2 separate regions of the Arachis hypogaea genome follow, and region 2 is linked to region 1. The links are chromatin contacts, called in public Hi-C maps. All regions are on one chromosome and are shown on one strand. Each heading gives the region's core, a stretch centred on a gene start, on an enhancer-like site or on the middle of the called end of the contact. The rest is flanking DNA. Distances are from core to core; before and after follow the strand shown.

Evidence for each region. Hi-C and Micro-C count contacts between places; a contact is called where the count stands out from the background.
Region 2: a contact with region 1 is called in a Hi-C map of leaf, with 4 times the contacts expected there. The contact joins two enhancer-like sites. A contact is called at or near these places in 2 of 8 Hi-C or Micro-C datasets (both in leaf).

The regions. Positions count from the first base shown.
Region 1 is chr9:98,789,096-98,791,795 of arahy.Tifrunner.gnm2.J5K5, forward strand. No RefSeq gene overlaps it. Among protein-coding and RNA genes, the nearest start is that of LOC112713842, 23 kb to the right of the region's middle. Within about 2 kb of position 1,451, at least 3 of the 3 cell types and tissues checked have open chromatin away from gene starts, as enhancers often do.
Region 2 is chr9:99,181,729-99,184,559 of arahy.Tifrunner.gnm2.J5K5, forward strand. No RefSeq gene overlaps it. Among protein-coding and RNA genes, the nearest start is that of LOC112711308, 6.9 kb to the right of the region's middle. Within about 2 kb of position 1,388, at least 2 of the 3 cell types and tissues checked have open chromatin away from gene starts, as enhancers often do.

The DNA of each region.
Region 1 (2,700 bases), core at 201-2,700:
ATGGCATAAGTATGAAAGCAAAGCAATGGCAGCAAAAAAAAAAAAAAGTAGTGTCGATAGCACAGTAGTGGCGACAACACCCAGAGAGGTGAATAGATCTTTGAGGTAACACCCAGAGAGTGAATAGATTAGAGAATGCAAGAAGATAGGCCACAGTAGTAGCAACAATGAGTTCAGAGAGGTGACGGAGATAATTTTATTTTAAATTTTATTCATTTTAGATGGCCCAAATTGAGAAATCACATGCCTCACTTGGAGCTACACCCAGGTTCGAATTCTCAATAAGGAATATAAAACCAATACTAGTAGTGGTAGTGTGTGTGTGAATGGATATGTGTTGTGTAATGTGTAAGACCAAAAAAAAATTTGAGGAACCATACTCAATGTTTACTGTAGTATTATTATTACCTTTTTCATTATCCAAATTCATTCAATAGTTTAAAGCTTTTTTAGGGGAAATTCAAAGGTGTAAGATCTATGTAGTAAGGATGATAATAGAGTTATGTATGGCGAGAACTCCTTTATTGCATCTCATATCCATATCTCCTTCTATTCTCCCCACAAGTTTTCATTTATCAATTTTCTTGGCAGAAACGGATGCCTATAGATATTCGTAACTAAATTAAATTTTTTTTATACAAAAGTAAAAAACACAAGAAAATAAAATATAATTCAACATAATTTAGTTTAAAAATAAAGATTCATAATTTATTTGTTAAAAAACAAAACATAAAAAGTCATTCACATCATTTCAAAGTCAAACCATTTTAAATATATAAGATTATTCATGTAGTGTCTATCACATTTCTATAATAATATATATTGTTTAGATCCATTTTAACAACAACAATAATAATAATTAGAATTCTAATTTTAAATTTTTACATGTATAAAATTTAATGATTATATTGTAATTTTACATCATAGTGATTTAAGAAGTAAGAACCTCTTTTTTTATTCGTCTCCATATATTTGTGGGAACGAGTCTCAATCCTTATAAAGATTTGACAAATCTCTAATTTTATCTCTCTCACATATTTTTGGCTTTACTTTCGCCCCTACAGCAGATAATCTTCGCATATACTTGTTTTAGTAGTTTTTTTTTTTCTCTAATATGGAGAAAGAGTACATGGAGGAAATATCCATTTTTCAAAAGAAGCAAATCAGATCTACGGACTAAAACTAGTTTTAGTATAAATTCATGTAACTTATTTATTTATTTATTTATTTATTTTTGAACTCAAGACAGAAATTTAATATAAACCCATACTTTCCTGCATTTTTATTCTTTTTCTATTTTTTGTTACACTGGACGTCTGGACCCTTCCTTTGAAGATTTTGGTTTCAGCCAATTATTGGGTCTGAATTTGGGTTTCCTTGTGAGCTTGTCCATTATTATTTATCAGTTTAGGCCCAAACCATACATATGCGGTAAATATGGGTCTGGGCTCAGCCCAATACGAAAACGACGTCATAAACTTTTGTACGTCTGAACTTTAACTTTCAAGGGATATATAATATCCTTGTCCAAAAATGATACGGATATGTAAGTTGTTATGCATCTCGCCAAAAACAAAAACTTTTGTTATGCAAAGTAAGAGAATTTTTCAGACCAAAAACAATAAAAGATTCAAAATTTTTACTGAATTATTTTTTTTTTCCTAAATATAAAGTAAACGAGAGGAAAACAAAAACATAGAAAAGGAGACAAGAGCCTTGATATTTTTCATGGATAATATAATTTTAAGTATTAATGTGATTGCAATAAATTATAACTCCGATGAGATAATCTTCCATATTTATCTAAGAAATTGCAAGTTAGAGTTTAAGAGGTTGTGAAGTCTGAACAATACTAATTATAAATATATATTGTTATACTTAAAATCATTTGATATAATATATGGTACACTCTTTTAAGAGATAATAAATAGACTATTGAGGGACAAATAAATAGAAAAACTATGAAAATAGTAACTGAAAATTTAGATGCCTATAAAAATAATACAAAATATACAAACGATAAATAAATTCTTAAAAAATTTAATAATTTGACGAAAATAACCAAAAAAAAAAATTAGAACGTGCATGAAAAAATTAAATCATTAGAACATGCATGAAAAAATTGAAAATTAAATCATTAGACCTCTTTTCTATTTTTAAAAAATCGGTTACTTACAAAAAAAAAAATTTAAACACAAAAATATCTTTTTTGTTTTAATTATGTTTGTAGATAAAATGCATTAAAATCTTATCTATGAAGTCTTTTTAAAAATATATATCTAACGTGTAGTTATTTTATTATGATTTTAAATTTGTCAAAAATTTATTTGTATTTTTTAAAATTATTTTCATCAATAAATTTATTTTCAGATATGTGCTCGTGAATAAATTACTGCAACAAAGGATTATTATTATTATTATTCAGATATGTGCATCGTGAATAAATTATTGCAACAAAGGATTATTATTGTTATTATTATTGTTATTATTATTTGGTGGCTGCTACTGTAGCCTGTGCCGGCTTCTGTCATGGCCTTTCATTGTTTTCTCGAATAACAATGAGGTCAACAAGTTGATGAGTGCTAGATTCAAGAGAGATGATTGCACTTCTGTCACATTACATGTATATATGCATATATAAATCAACTAGGATGAATTTTGGGGTGGAGATACATACCCCCTGGCATAAACTTCACTCGC
Region 2 (2,831 bases), core at 138-2,637, 390 kb after region 1:
ATTTTTTTTTTTTAAATGTATCATGCATGCAATGTCGGGTTAAAACAAAATCATTGTAAGAGTTATTGTATAAATATAAAATTTCAGTCTAGCACTCTAGCTAATAGATGAAACTATTATTATAAGAATTATTGATAGTTAAAATAGTTTTAAAAAAATTATATTTACATTAATTTAATATTATTTAAAATTAAATGTCTCAAATTACTTTTCAAAATATATAATTATAAGTCAAGTTGATCATTATTCTATCAGTTACATGATGATATATGACACAAATTATTTTTTACATATTATCATCGAACTGAAGAAATAACTGATTTAATTTATAAAAATATTATTTATACACAAAAAATTAGTTATTAAATTAGTCATTATTTATTTATATATAAATATATATTATTTTAATATATATTTATATTTCAATATATATTTCATATGGTTATTAGTGATTGATTTAATGATTAATTTTTAGTATACACAAGACATAATTATTTAATTTATTATTATATTTTTTATGGACTAATTTAAAATATTTTAAGCTTTAAAAATCAAATCAATACACATAAAAATTAAATAAAGACTTAATTTGATTTTTGTCTATTTTTAAGAATGACAATCTAACTCCTTATCAAAAGAGAAGAACACTTTTCGCACACACCATTATTATTTTAAGACAATTTAAATCTTATGTTAAAATATTCATCAAATAGTAACAGAAATTAATTTTGTGAAGAGTTTTATTTATAATATGTGAGGTTTTAAATCTTATAAATAATTAATAATTTATTTTGAAAAAATTTTTTATTAGTAATGGTGGTCATGTGGAGAATGACCATTTTTTAAATATTGTAAGAAAAAAATAATTGCAGCAGTACAAAAATCTTTTACAAAGAAAAGATAATATCATACAATAAATGAAAAAACAAAATAGTGATGTTTATATTGGTGTTGGTATTGATATTGATATTGATGGTGGTAGTAAAGATAATAGTGGTAATAAAATATTGTTATATGAAAAATAGTAAAATAGAAATTATAATGAGAAAAATGAGAAAGGATCGGAGATTATAGTAGTAATAATAGACTAGTGGTAGTTAACTTAAAAAATTTTATGGGAATTTAAAATTCTTACAGATTATAAATATAATTTATTAAAAAATTTATACGATCTCAAAATAATAATGTTAAAGATAGAAGTATTTTTATTAAGGAGTCGATTATTATCATTCTTGAAATGCAAAAGGCCGAGTTAGATCTCTAGTCTTGTAAAGATCTTTTAAAAATCATTTTGATGATTAATCCATTATTATAGTTAGGGGCCGATGCTTCCCCAGTTGGACCTAAGTGTTGTGCTGCTCATTAAATAATGAAGACTATAAGACTTCACTGTACCGGTAAGGCATGAACTATGAATTAAGAATAATATATTGGTAGATGCATAGATTGCGTCAGTCATTCTACCTTTAGAACCAACCAAACAGGTGGAGAATAATATCCTACAAAGAATAAAAATATTGCAACATTATTATTTATCGACAATGCCTTTTTTTATTTATAACGAATTATTTTTGCGCCGCTAATAAATAAAGACGTAAAACTAAAACATTATAATACATCATACTTAGGGTTAAACACGATTTTGATCTCTATAATTTAAGTCAAAAGTTTTGTTTAATCCTCAACCTTTCTTTACGTATAAAATTGTCTCTAAAATTCAACGTAATTTTAAAATCGTTCTTTAAACAATTATACCCTCAATGTCATTCCCTCCCTCACATCTTCTGTAGAAAGTTTCGTCGTCGCCCTCGCTATCGCTTGGCCCTCCCCTTCGCAGTGCCGCGACTCGCGCCCTGGCCTCGTTGCGACTCACCCTCGCCGTCGCTTGGCCCTCGCCCTCACAGTGCCATGACTCGCGCCCTAGCCTCGCCGCGATGTGCCTGGCCCTCACCCTCGTGTTCCTCGTCGTCATCGATGAGGTGGTGGTGGTGGTCGTGTTCCTCGCGTTTCCAGCATCACTACCGTGCCTCCCTTCGCCTTTCCTCTATGCTCTCTGCCGTTCAAATCTTCCTCCCCTCCTTTTTCTTTCATCACAAACCCTAATTTCTGAATATGAATTATTATTAATTTTTTTTGTTTCTTGTTAATGATGATGATTTAATATTGGTGATGAATTGCTGTTTTAGTTTTGATTTATTTGTGGTTATTGATGAAGGTTGAATTTTTTTTGTTGAATTCCTGAACAAATGGTGATGAGATGGTAGTGAGTAGAATGATGCAAATGGCGATGGAGTGATAGTGATTAGAGTGGTGGTGGTAGTGGTAATAAGAAAAAAAAAATTTGGTCATTTATATAAAAAATTAATCTGTCCAAAAGAATAATTTTAAAATTACGTTGAACTTTAGAGATAATTTTATATGAAAAAAATTGAGGACAAAAAAAATTTTCAGCCATAAACCATAAAAACTAAAATTACACTTAACCCAATATACCAAAAAAAAAAACTATTGATGATCATATAAAAAATTACTCACAGTATAATAGTTAATTATTGTAATATATAAAGTACTCTCATTATTGTATGCATGAAATTATGCACCATACATGCGCATATAAAAAATATATATGCATCATGCACGTGTGTTATTATTTTTATTTCTTGTACTATCCATATTATTCATCTATAAAATATCATTCTTTCTAGTTTAACACAGTCAAATTTCAACATATTTATTATCTATTTCCAATATTATTTATTATTTTTGTTACATTTTAGTTTCATTTGTGATATATATAGTTACGCGTTTATGGATTTTTATCTGTATAAAAG